Linked DNA regions of Sus scrofa: region 2 is linked to region 1. The links are chromatin contacts, called in public Hi-C maps. All regions are on one chromosome and are shown on one strand. Each heading gives the region's core, a stretch centred on a gene start, on an enhancer-like site or on the middle of the called end of the contact. The rest is flanking DNA. Distances are from core to core; before and after follow the strand shown.

What was found. A called contact is a pair of places that touch in the nucleus more often than the background predicts.
Region 2: a contact with region 1 is called in a Hi-C map of omental adipose tissue, with 1.6 times the contacts expected there. The contact joins the promoter of COL3A1 here to the enhancer-like site in region 1. A contact is called at or near these places in 5 of 47 Hi-C or Micro-C datasets (embryonic fibroblasts, mesenchymal stem cells, mesenteric adipose tissue and 1 more).

Annotation. Positions count from the first base shown.
Region 1 is chr15:93,450,991-93,458,199 of Sscrofa11.1, forward strand. No RefSeq gene overlaps it. Among named protein-coding and RNA genes, the nearest start is that of DIRC1, 41 kb to the left of the region's middle. Within about 2 kb of position 2,836, at least 13 of the 83 cell types and tissues checked have an H3K27ac peak or open chromatin away from gene starts, as enhancers often do. A contact at or near this core is called in omental adipose tissue, where this site is marked.
Region 2 is chr15:93,553,522-93,560,730 of Sscrofa11.1, forward strand. It overlaps COL3A1 (collagen type III alpha 1 chain), which reads left to right and starts at 3,393. Exons shown (of 51, transcript NM_001243297.1): 1 at 3,393-3,590. The coding sequence starts at 3,509.

The sequences.
Region 1 (7,209 bases), core at 1,586-4,085:
TCCATACCACCCTAGCACTCTTATTCTCTGCATCTAAAACATGAATATAGTCTTAAGATACTTAAGGAGCTATTTCAGCAGACTCTAGCTTTTTAGTAAGAAAAAATAAAACTATTCATTTTTAAAAGTTTGACTTACATTCCAAAACATTATGTAATTTCCTGTTTGATAGAGGAAAGTTCCTTGCTTAAATGATAAATGACCTTTCTGTGTCCTCTACAGCATTAGAAAAACATCATTCTGTAAAATCCCTTTTAAGTTTTCAGTTTTTGGGGGGGTTATTGATGTTCTTTCAATGCTAGAGAAGGGAGCTGAAATTCCTGTTATTGGTTTGCATGACTGATTGTAAGCTTAGGACTGGGATCCTCAGAGTTGCTAATGCAACTCCTTCATGTTTCTGATTACAGTTGTACCTAATGCAACTTAATGCATTAATACAGCTTGATTATTCTTTATCCTTAAAGTGGCATTTTTTATCCATAAAGCAAATAAGTATAGAATTTTACATCAGATTGCACTTTGATAAATGTATCTGTTCTTTGATGATTTAACTATTAAATAAGCAAGTATAACTAATTTGTTTCAATTAAAGGATTTTCTTTAGGTAGCCACACATCAGATTGCATTCTTGCATTAATATATAGTCCCTTGAATTCTTTTTTTATATAATGATTTTTATTTTTTTCTACTATACCTGGTTTACAGTGTTCTGTCAATTTTCTACTGTACAGCATGGTGACCCAGTTACACATACATGTATACATTCTTTTTTCTCACATTATCGTGCTTTATCATAAGTGACCAGATTCTAATTCAAATTGTCAATTATCCTTCTCATGAAAATATTTTTTATTATTTTTGGGGCAAAGTTATCCAGGATTTCTTATTATATTATTTTGTCCTATTTTTAGTTAAATAATAACTAAGTCCATGTAAAGAAAATAATAGGTATGTGCATTGAATGCATTGATTCATCAATATATTTTATTTCTCTAGAAAAAATTCATTAATAAAATAACTAATCTGAAAAACACCAGTTTTCTGTCTACACTAAAATGAGATTTGGGAGCCATATTTTATGTGGAAGGTGGACTGTTAGAAATGCCCCATACTAAGGCTGTGTTTGTGCATCAGAATATACAAGGCTATTGTTAGTAAAAAATGAATTATTGCTCTCTCTTGGGCTGAACATTGTTTATCACAGAGTGTTAATTGTATAAGTCAATCAGTCACAACCCTTAGATAATTTACATATTGGTGAGCCAAGCACTACCTCATTATATAATGATCCACACTAGCTCTTGCTTTTATTTTTGCTTTTTCCATTTCTCAAATATTTATCTTCCCCCTTTCCTTTCAAATTAAAAATAAGCTTGGATGACTCCCGTAAGATGGAGAAAGAGGCAGATTGAGTAATGGAAAAATGAATAAACTTGGAATTTGGAAGCTTGTCTTCCAGTCCTGGCATTACCCTTCACCATTTCTTTGGGCAAATTCAGTCTTTGTAAGTCTCAGTTTCCTCATTTGTAAAATGTGGATAATAACTCTTGTTCCACTTACCTCACTAGTTGTTGTGAACGACTGAGGTAAAGGCGAAAGGTCTGTGAAAACCTATTACATAAGTGTAAAGCGTTACAATTACGACTACTACTTTTATAGATTTATTGGGACTAAATTTCTAACCTGGTGTCCTTGCACCTGACTCAGTCACTTTACTTACATTGAATTTATTTTTTGATAGACCTAGAATCTTCAAGACTCTGTCCAATGTTGTAACTTGTGAGGGAATATTTATTTCAAGCTTTAGAAACTACGCTTATTTGGGTGAAAATGGTTTGCAAAGACTACCACATCTCCTGTTTTAAATAGTTGTAGAATTAAAGCTGAGGGGGAAAAATGCAGGGGGAAGCATCTCTTATGAAATCTGAATCACACTGGCCATCTCCGTGTATCTAAGTGTATTAGACTGAAACAGAGGAGCTATCTCTTGTAAATGTACTACCAGGGGGCACCCGAGGCCATTTGCTGAAAGATACTGGCTCTGGCTCAGTTACTTCTAAGTAACTTCCAGATATTTTCCCCCATGACTTTACCACTTGGCTCCCCTTGCTAGTCAGCACCAGCCTCCAGGCTCTCCCTTTTCCAGACTGAGCAGTGCTCCCCACCCTGCTTTACTTCCTCTAAATGCCAAAGCTTTGAGGTTTCCAAAAAGCAAACACAGCCTGATCCATCGTCCGGTGGCTGCATTTGAGTGTCTCAAACCATTTATTCCTTTTATTGGCCTTGGAGACACAGGATAAAGAAAACTTAGGGGAAGGATCCTGGAGTTTTAAAAAGGGCTGACTCATGTGCCCTAGGTCACAATGACCTTTTGGAGTCCTCAGAACTTTCTCGACATACCCTCAGATCTCTCTAACCAGTTGCTAGCAGCATTATCACAGAAGTAGCAGTCTGTAATTCCCCCTAGACTGGTGGAGCCCCAACCACAGTTGGGAGATACAGCCTGAATGATGACAGAAGCACCCTGACTCCAGCGTGGCTTTGTGTGTGGCAGGAAAATTATTTGGTCCAGTTGCTCTACTTAAGGATTTCCTCAACTGGTCAAGGGGATTTAAATTGTGGAATGGAAAACACTGGCCTCTTTTCTCAGTTATGTATATGCATCTGTTATTATGCTATATATTTCATATACTTCTAAATTATATTTTCAATGCTCACATTAGATGATTCCTAATTTTCAGGTGCTGAAAATTGCTTGTGGAATACTGGAAATAAGAAGAAAGGAGGGGCGCGGGAACAGTTGCCTAGAACATCACTTGTAACGTGTTGACAGTATTTTCCCTCTCCCCTTCAGGAGGGTGTGAAAATCAACTCAGCCAATAGAGAAATAGTTTAATAATACTGCAGCCAGGGATCTCTGAGAAGTGCTTCCAATTCTCCACATTGATCTTAGCAGTGACATTTCTATATTGACATCAGTTTTCACTAGTTCCCACCAGTAAAACACCACCAGTAAAACACAAATTCCATCAGGTTGCTCCTATTGAGCAGAGCATAGTCTGGTTTGACTACTGAATATTTTATAAAGTGATCCATATTTTTATTTTATAATCCCTCAAAATATTTTATATTTATCTTCTTGTTTCAATTTCAACATTTCCTGCTTATTTCACATGTATTTCCTCTGTGTAGGTCTGTGCCACTATATATGGTAAGGATTTCCAAAATGCACTTTTTTCTAAATATTTTTCCTTGAAGATTTTTTTTATTTATGTGCAATAATCTGAAAAAGTAACCTCTCCTACTTCCAAAGGCAGTGCTCAAGCAAAACACTTTCACTTTCCACTCTGGCCCCTTCCTTTTCTGGCTTCATCCATTTTTCAGACCTTAAAATAAATGTCCTTCTTTAGAGAAACATCCCATAAATTCTAAGAATAGTTTAGGTCTTTCAGTAATAGATCCACATAGGTCCCAGTACTTCAGGTTCATGTCAAATTACATTGTTTCTAGTAAATACCAATTTGTATAATTGTTTGTGTGATTTTAATGGCTTTATTTCTGGACTTGAGGCTGCGTGAGGGCAGATAATCATGCTTTTCTTGAACACCGCTAAGTTTCCTTTTTCTACCAGCGTACCTGGAACTCAGTAGTAGCACAGAAACATTTTTGCATGAGTGAAGAATGAATAAACCAACCACTCTCTGGCATACAATTCCCTGTGAACCTAAAACATGTAATCCTGATGAAACCTGGTGAACATTTATGCCACTAGTTGATCAGGGGTAGAAGCAAAAGAGTCAGGAAAAATTGCTTCTCTGAATCTTGCATTAGTTGACTAAGTTTTCATGATGCATTAATTCTCCAATCTTCTCAAGCTAATTTTAGACTCCAAAGCCATGTAGAGATGATCTGTTTTGTACTTCTGACATCTTTTGATGGACCACCTGACAGCTCTAAGTCAAATACATTTAGAGTCTAGCCCTAAGACATGGGTGTATTCTCAGTTCTCAGTCAGTTCAACCACTGCATAGGCTGATTCAATGGTTCTTATCTGCAGAAGGCAAAAGCAGAGGTGTAGAATTATTGCTCTCATTGCTCTTAGAATCTGTCAATGGTGGTTGAAAAGATAAGGATGAGACATTTCTTTATTTCTTCTTTTCACTATGTCTGTTAAAGAGATTACCAACAACCCACCCTTTTTTAGGTCCCTCTGTGCATATTAATAATTTGTCATTCTTTCTGATTACTCAGTTATACTGATACAGTCATCAACTGAGTCTACTTGCTTGCCAAACATTAAGAAATGACCACTAAAAAAAAAAGACAAGGTCAGGAATGGTAAAGACAGCAAATCCTTTGAGCCATTTTATTAGACTCAAAAGAGTCATTTTGGTGACAATATTCCTTTGCTTTAGTGGAAATAGACTAAAACCAAATTCTCTCTTGACTTCTCAGTTAAGAAGCTACTACTTATTATGTACACACAAAATAGATTTCTTATGCACTCTCTTCTATAAAGACATGGTTCAAAAGTCTTAAAGTCCCCAATGACTGTCATGCACTCTTTCAATTCTAGGTAAACTTAAAACTTTGGCCTTAAATTTCTTTTTCTAAACAAATTAAACAACACAAAATCAATTTGTTTATTCCAAGGGTCATTGTTATTTGTTCTGAATATATATTTTGGAAGATATGCTTTGAGCACAGTACATACACTCAACAATTTTCACCAACAGATAATTGTAATCTTCGTAGTCTTTATACTTAATTTGATTGTAAAATGTGGGGCTTAGACATCAATTTGAAATGTTTGGTAATCTTTTGTTTCTCTTCACTGTAGGGCTTGTGATATCAAAACCAACATGTGGCAGAATTTCTAGGACTAATGCCAAACATATGGTATCCACAACCAGTCAGCACAACCTTTGGAATTCTAATTGCAAAGAAGTGCCAAATGAAAATGCTTAATAGTACACATATGGCCAGTTGAGGATTTCCTAATAGACTGATTTCTCTAAGGCCTATAAATGTCTTTGTCATGTAGAACAGACCAATTTTAATGTTGCAAGAAAGACCATGACTAAATACAGTCTTTTAACATTTTTATGTATTTTTAAGATATGAAAATAAAATGTAATCTTCAAATCTTTATTAAACTTTTAAGCCTTCAAAGTCTCTTTTCCAAAACTATATGCAATCTAGAAGGGCCTGCTAATTATCCTACTCATTTTTAGCCTAAGGCTAACAGAATTAAGGATGCAATCATTTTCCTTGAACTAGATACATAATTCCATGAAAACACTACCACAGCAGCATAAATCTGACATTTAGCTAATGCTGTATTTATAATAAGCACTAATCATGGAATCAAAACTTTTCAGTTCAAAGGATGTTGAAGATCATCTAGTTTATTTTTCATTTTTTATTATTTTTATTTTTCCATTATAGTTGATTTACTGTGTTCTGTCAATTTCTACTGTACAGCAAAGTGACCCAGTCATATATATATATATAGTCACATTATCCTCCACCATGTCCCATCACAAGTGACTAGATACAGTTCCCTCTGCTATACAGCAGGATCTCATTGCTTATCCACTCCAAATGCAATAATTTGCATCTATTAACCCCAGATTCCCTGTCCATCCCACTCCCTTCCCCTCCCCCTTGGCAACCACAAGTCTGTTTTCCAAGTCCATAAATTTCTTCTCTGTGGAAAGGTTCATTTGTGCCATATATTAGATTCCAGATATAAGTGATATAATGTGGTATTTGTCTTGCTCTTTTTTACTTACTTCACTTAGTATGAGAGTCTCTAATTCCATCCATGTCGTTGCAAATGGAATTATTTTGTTCTTTTTTTATGGCTGAGAAGTATTCCATTGTGTATATATACCACATCTTAATCCATTCATCTGTTGATGGACATTTAAGTTGTTTCCATGTCTTGGCTCTTGCGAATAGTTCTGCTATGAACATAAGGGTGCATGTATCTTTTTCAATGAAAGTTTTGAGCTAGTTTCATCTGGTTTAAATAATTCATTGGATACAAAAAGAAATTGAGATACAGAAGTTTTTTGACTTTCCCAAAGCACACAGCTTGAATGTGCCTGAGCCCAAACTGAACCCATGATTTCATTACCCAATCCCAGTGTTCTTTTCATTACATTAGTCTATCAAACACAATATATTATCATAAAGAATTTGAATGGCTCTTTAAGACTTTGTTGAAGTGATTATTTTCTTAGGAACAAAATGAATGAAATTTTGGCCTTTCGTTCAACGTTCTTGGGGGGTGTGTTTCTAGTGTCTTCTCTTTATAGACCCCATCTTGTATGAAGCTGGTCCTTCCACGTACTATACTTTCTCAACATAAAAAAAAAATTTATGTAGCTGACACAAGTCTGACTTTCCTCTCCTATCTGCTATCTCAAACCATTATTCTAGCCTCATCACAAATTAATAGCTTAAGTGAATTAAAATTGTCTCTAGAGTCTATGGCCAAATTTAAAAAGTGAAAATTTTTATGTCACAAGTTATTTCATGTATATGGTCACTGTGATTTAAGGGTGAGGTATAGCTTTATGTCTTGAAGGAAGAAGTGGTATATAAATTTAGGTGTGGGAGCAATTGTTGACTCCTTCTGTGGACAATCACTTATGTAAGTTAATGGTTCTTATTTATGTAAGGCATTCCTGTTGTGGCTTAGCAGGTTAGGACCCAACATTGTCTCTGTGAGGATGCAAGTTCTATCCCTGCCCTCACTCAGTGGGTTAATGATCCAGTGTTTCCACAAACCATGATACAGGTCATAGACGTGGCTCAGATCCCATGTTGCTATGCTGTGGCATAGGACTCAGCTGCAATTTCAGTTCCAATTTGACCCCTGTCCTGGGAAATTTCATATGCCACAGGTGTGAGAGTATGGTGCTATCTTGAACTACTAATTCACTTTCACTATAGCATTGGTAAAATAATCAAAAATAGCAAAGATATTAATGAGTGTTTTGTTCTAACTAGGTCCTCTTTTTTGTCATATGACCGTGTGTCACCTTCTGCTCTACTTCTGAATTACTTCTTTGTGTCAATAGTAAGGAGCACGAGTACTGGATCATATAGTAAAAGTATATTTAATTCTGTATAAAATTCCATATTGTCTTAATGGTTGTATCATTTTACATTCCCGCTAGCAACGAATGTGGGTTCCTT
Region 2 (7,209 bases), core at 2,143-4,642, 100 kb after region 1:
TTTTGAGAGTCATGTAAACTCTTTGAACTTTCTGTTCAATCTTGGGGTAATTTTCAGCTGAAAAATTCAAGGAGAGAAATGCAGAACCTTGGACTTACCAGCAAAGGATATTAAGAAATAGATAAAAATAGAGATACTTAGTGGTTCTAAAATGAAAATGTTGTAGCCCACTTCATTTTACTAAAGGTCAAGGAAATGTGAATCCTGCCCAAAAGTGAAATTTCTATGTTAAAGAGAAGTGGCTATCGATACAGTTCTATAGGAACAAAAATAGGGAACAATTAACTCTAATGTGGAAAATAAGAGGAAATTAAAGGGTCTTGCAGAATTAATCATAGTAATTGTTCAAATATTTGCTTGTCATGTCTCATTACCAATTTTACTGCCCCAGTCTCAGATATATCTGTGGTTAAATATATCCAGGTCCTTCAACTACAACATGACATTTTTCAACCACATTTTGGCTCTACCACACACACATTGGTATTTGTTTAAATTATTTTAAAGGGAACACATCTCTCCAAACATGGTTTCACCACATAAAGTAAGTGAACTGATCCTTCTAAGAATGGCAAAGAAAACTTACCTTGTATTTTACAATTGTAAATTATCCTATTTTAGGCTGCAATTCTGCTATGGAGTCAGTATGTTTTAAATGTATCTTATCACAGATACATTTTACAAGGTCCTACAGTGATATGAAAGCATAAAGAAAATATCCATAAAAAATACATCTCCTTTTCTTTAAAAAAGAAAATCATACATGAAGCAGTACAAGTGAGAGAGGCTTTTCTTCCATGTGTTTTTCATGATGGAGATAATTGATTTTCTTATTGCTATTGTAGAGAGCACTGCTGACATTCACTGGCCTACTGAGTTCATCACAGCTGTGCTTATGTATCTCTTCTCAAGCTCTGTTTTCCACTGAACTGGAAAAGATTTGAATTTCTGTTTGATAATTTGCCACACCCTTGCTTTGCCTCATCTCTCTAGTCACTCTCTTGGTTAAAGGAGCACCAGATTAATCAGTGCTTTAGTTGGTGCAAGTGTTTAGATTTGTGTTAAAACTCAAAATGCAATCCAGAGAGCAAAATGACATGTCTATGTGAGCTGGTTAATATCAGGGCAGTCCAGGATGTATGGAAAAAAAATGTGTGTCTAGATTACAATGAGGGCATCAGCTCTTGGGCTGCATGAGAGAATTTACCAGCATGTATGTCTCTCAGCCATGACCCCAGCTGAGATTCACATCCATCTAGACACCATATAAGAAAACATTTTGATATGAAGAGGGAAAAGAGGATCTGGGACACAGAATGCAAAGGATGCTGGTGCAGGACCTCCAAATATACTTGAGGTGGTCAAGAATGCTAAATCAGAAAATCAGGAATATGAGATTTATCTTGGATCTCTCGTGGATACCCTAAAACACAACAATGTTTTTTTGGTGTGTGTGCAAAATATCAGCTAACATGTCTAAAATGAGTGCATCAATTGTGAATTTTTGTCATGGGTATAAAACTTTTTAAATGGATAACCAAATTAAGACTTTTAGGACAAACAAAAATACAATAGAAATTGTACATGAAATGCATGAAAAAAGCATTATTTTAAAAATAATAAAAATTCTAATGAAGAAATTTAATACATTTAAACTTTTAATGATCGTTTAAAATAATAAGATAATGAATATAGATATACAAAATTTTTATGTAAGTGTCAGAGACTTGCTAAAAATAAAAAAAAAATCATGTTTCTGAATTGGTTTGAACACAAGGGGATTTTTTAAGAAAAAAATTAAATGATTGAAAGGGAGAAGCATATAAATGAGTCTTTTCCCCCAACATCTCCACTATGACCCAGTAGCAAAGCTTATTTTCATGACTGTTCAGTTGTTACTTGTTTTTCCTTCAAGTAGTGACTCTCTAGTCTACAATCAGAAGATGCACAAGAGATTGGTCCAACTAATTTTCTTTTCCTGTCACTAGATGATGTCATCTACATTGTGATGGCTTTGTGTTTTTGTAACTGGGCCTGTAGGCAGGCAAATGTACTTCTGTGCTTGGTTATAGAATAGATGTACATCTAGAATTATACAGATAATATGTGAAATTTGAGTAACATGAATGGGGAGAAAGAGAAAGAAGAAGCTGAAAACAAGCATAATAAAGGAAAGTTTTAAACTGGGTACTAGAGCAGTGACTTCCATGAATTGGTGTGAGGTGAGGAGAATACTATGTGCACATACATGCATGAGGATGGGCATCATTTAGTTGATGTGGAAAAAATAAAATAAATGCAAAATATTTTGATTAGAATTGAATAGTTCATGTAGAATATAGCGATGACTGAAGGAACCATGGACTGATGATTAGGATGTAAAGGAATATCTTTATTACTAGAAATAATCTGGTATTGAGAACAAGCATATTTTTCTTGCAAAGATTACCTATAAATAGTTTTTGTTCCTCTTCCAAATATAGCCCAGAAATTACTCCTCAGATCCAGAAATACATTGAAAAGCTATATTAATGTGGCCTGGAAATTTTAGAAAATTTAGAAATATTTATACTAGCATTTATACCAACCCAGGTAAAATGATAACTTTTGGTACTGTTTTGACACTTCATTTGATAAGCTCTTTCTCTGTTTCTTACAAAGTCAAGACATGAAAGGCTAAATTTTTCTCTGGCAAAATCCATTTCAGTTTTTACAAGCAGCATAAAATTTGAAATCTCAGAAGAGGTCCCCCTTTGGCTGGCTAAAGAAATTTGTGAGTAGAAACAGCTATAGATAAGCATCTAACCTTTGAGGTGCTGTTTAAACATACCTTAGGTACTTAGTCCTTTGACATGTGCCTGAAACTGAACTTCCAGGACCCAGAGTGGATGATGAATGAAAGGGACATCAGAGGTTTTTCTTCCAGTTAATCTTTTACAGTTCCCTATTTAAATTGGGCCGGGTGGATTCTGGCAAAAGCCCAGTATAAAAATCTAGGAAGATCAGGTTTGCAAATTAGTCATGCTTAAAAAAAGGGCATCAAGCAATTTCTCAAAATTATGCATTTGTTAATACTATGAGGGAAAATGAAAAAATACATACATCAAATTCTTCCATTAAAACTCAGGGCAGAACATTTTTATATCTAAGTTATGCAAACATATATATGACTAAAATATGTAAAAAACTTATACATAAACAGATGCACACAAGCTCCAGATGTGTAATCTTTCTTACTTTGTGGGTTGTGTCTTCCATAAGGGAAAAAGACATATTAATCATTTCTTTTACTGCTAAGGGGATGGGTGCTGCTCTCATATTTCAGAAAGGGGCTGGAAAGTGAGGGAAGCCAAACTTTTTCCTATTTAAGGCCAAAGCACAGGAATCTCAGTGGCTGAGTTTTATGACGGGCCCGGTGCTGAAGGGCAGGGAACAACTGATGGTGCTACTTTGAACTGCTTTTCTTTTCTCCTTTTTGCACAAAGAGTCTCATGTCTGATATTTAGACATGACGAGCTTTGTGCAAAAGGGGACCTGGTTACTTTTTGCTCTACTTCATCCCACTGTTATTTTGGCACAACAACAGGAAGGTGAGTAGGTACTAATTTTGAGAAACTTTATGGGGTTTTTGTCTTTACTTTTTCTTACAAATAGGTCTAAAGGGGAAAATAGGTCTCCTAAAAGCTAATTTCCTCTCTAAGCTCCCAGCTGTGAAATGTAGAACTGACCTGAATGCTGCCTTTTATTTTTGCTTAAAAAGAATATTGTCATTTTTGTATTTAAAAGTTCTCTGGTTGTTCCAGATAAAGATGTTCTTGTACTAACTTGTTTTCATGTTAACAGCACTGGAAACTTTAAATGGTTTTTAAAAGTTCCCCTCCTGGATTGTTAACATCTTGGAATGCTTCCCTAGGCAATCTGGAAGTTATTTGTCTCTTGTAATACTTTTATGCTCTCCTTTGTATTCTGGATTCTTTGTCAGGATAGAGAATTAAGCATTGTTTAACCGTAAGATAATGCATTTAAAAAATAGCATGCATTAAGTATAGTCTAAAGGAAAATGCTACACATTATTAGAATCATTGAAGGTATTTCTATAAAAGAACAACAAGGTAATATCTGCAAGGCTCTTTAAACTGGTTCAAACTGTAAAAAATGTTTCATTGTTCCTGTTTTTATTTGGTTTCCAGCACTTACATGGTGGATTAGTATCCATTTTCTAATAATTTATTGTTAAGGGTCTAGTGTTTTCTGCATGTTCTACATTTTAACTTCATTTACACTTAATAAAGAGAATATTTATTGAAGTACTTTCAATAGAAATGTTTGACTTTTCCACAAATAAGGTAAAGATACTAGCACTGTTTGACTTCAAAGAGGTGATTTGTTCTATTTTCTAATTAGTGCAAACAATAGTTTTCATGTTCACATTTCCTCAAAACCATGTTTGGTTCATTATTGCATTGTGTGAAAAGATTTCTTTTAATTCATATGTTTCTCAGAGTCATGAAAATACCGGACGTATTGGAATTAAAACTTGCATAGAGATCAATCTTTAAATGCTAAATTCGAAGATGCCAGAAGAAATTATTACACATCCACTTCTATTTGTACATAATAAAAATTGTTTACATTTAAACCTATAGTTTTTGCAAGCACAGTGTCTGAAAAAAGTGTTTTGTCTCTAACATCAAATATCTTTAATGTCCTCACAGGTCATATATGTAAGTGAGGGGGGAACATCAATGACATGTCTTCAGTTACATTCAGCCCATGGCCACAAAAGCAAACATCCATATCCCTTGTTCCCCTCATTTCCTCTTTCTTTTTTCCTCTTCTCCCTTACATTCTCACCTTTTTATCTCTCCACCCCTTTTGGCTCCTTTGGACCTCCTCCCCCTTGTCATTCCTTCACTGTTACCCCACCCCCTTCCTAGGGAAGCCTCTCCCTCTCCCTTTCCCCTTCCTCTATCACCCCCCCTTCTTCATCCCCAAGTGTCCTCCCTATGCCTCCATCTCTTTTCTTTCTTCCTCTTGCCTCCTCCCTCTTTTTTTTTCCTTGAATTCTCAGTCCTCCTTCCTCTCTGCTCCTCTCTTCTTTCCCTCCCCATTCTATTCTCCCAGAAGATGCTACAAATCCCAGACCCTGGCTAGGATACCAAATGACTTCTACCACATCCCCACCTCAATCAAGACTTCTCTCTTTTTTAAAGTTCTTAAATTCTCCTAATTTCTGGAAAAAAAAAAATCACCAAATTCCCATTTATTGGAAAGACTACAAACCTTTGGTGTTTAGTTCAAAAGCAAAACAAAATATTTGTAGTTGCCTGGTGATCACAATTTTTTATAATTTTTATGGCAAGTTTTCTTCTCAATCCCACTTTAGAGGGAAAAAATGTTTGAGATCTACATAACTTTATATCACATATGTTTTTTTCTATTTTCTCTTTTCCCTTCAGCTTCAGAATATAACAAATAGCTATGAAAATCTGTTGATACATTTATAGGCTTTTATGCTCAAAAGAAGTTGAAAGAATTTTGTTCATCTTACTGCTTTTGTTTGTCATGAAAAAAAGTTTAAGTTTTTTAAGATAGTACATCTTATGTTCCCTTCAGGTTTTACAAAAAAAAAAAAAAATTCTGTTAGATTAGCTTCGGAAAGGTTGCAGGAGGTGGTTGAATATACAGCACTTTGAGAATAGTCATATATAGTCCTGGAGTATGGGTTTCTTAGAAATGCCCTGAGAATCCCACAGAGAAACAGCGCAGCTCTAACGAACACTAACTTCTAGTCTACTCACACAAATTTTCTGGAGCATAAAACATGTCCTCAAAAAGAATTTTGGTCTTTTTATAAATCTGTGAAAGTTCTATTTAATTCATGTATTTTCTTCCACCAATGGAGAAATGTGGTCTGTTTTATATTTCCTGTAGTTTATAAACATGCCAAATTTAAGCACAAAGACTCGCCACCTAGTGGCTGACAGAGTTACCATTTGCATGACCAATGCCAACATAAATTCAATGCAGCTGGACTCTGTATTTCATAATGAGATTTAAAAATATCATGTGTTAATTTTAAATATTAAACACTACTTTCCTAAGAAACTAAGTATGTTGCTGATAAAATATTGCTAAACACACATACTCACAAATACATGGTAACAATATTCAAAGACTTTTTGAAAATGTGCTTAAATGTTACCGCCATTTTCAAAATTCCATATATAACTACTCCACATATAACTATTTTTTTGAATATTTGTCAAGTTTCTGATTTTTTAGAATATTTTACATCTGTATTTTCATTACTGTTTATTAGACAGATAAAAGAATAAAAAGATATTACCAAGTATTATTACTTCACTAGGGCAGGGAGATAAGCTTTATTTTAATTAAAAGTGTTCTGACATTTGAGTTTATATTTTGATATTCTGACAATTCTGCTGTGATAATGAACCGTGGGCCTTTAACTATTATAGAATTAAAGTCCATTGTAAAGGGATTCAGAGAATCAGTTCCTTATCACAGGTTGTGATACTCTATTTCCTTTTATGCTTATTTCTATTATGCTTTAAGGGGGGATTTGTAACCGATCAAGCATATTCAAGTTTTCTGGTTTGTGCTGCCTCTAAAATTAAACACGCCAAACTAATGAAAGCATACAGCACAAAATCACTAGAAACAACAGTACTTTTAAAAAGAAAGAATGCATAACTGCTCTGATATTTCAGTGCAAGTCACCTAACATGGATTCAGTGCTTTTCTTGAGATTATACATCTAGGAAATAACAGAGTTAAGACTAGGACCAAAATTCTGTTACATCTTAGGTAATTAGAAGATACAAAACATACATTGAATCCGAAGCATCGGATTTTTAAAAATTTTTTAACTGTCCTTGATAAGAGATACTAAAAAATCGTATATTGTCCTAGAAAACATAAGATAATGCACTTCAAGGTGAATAAAAACATAGATTTTTTTTTCTGTTGAATTGATAAATCAAGTTTTTAAATAGGTGGTTCGTCCGTGATCTAACCAGAAATTATCTTTGGTTCTGTAATGATATAAATTCCAAGTAAATAAAGCATTGATACAAAATTTTGTGTTTTTCATTCATGATACCTTGCATTTCCCTCCTACCTGTAGAGTATTCAACATTAGATGATTTAAAAGCCTATGAGTAAATAGATATTCTGATTAAATTC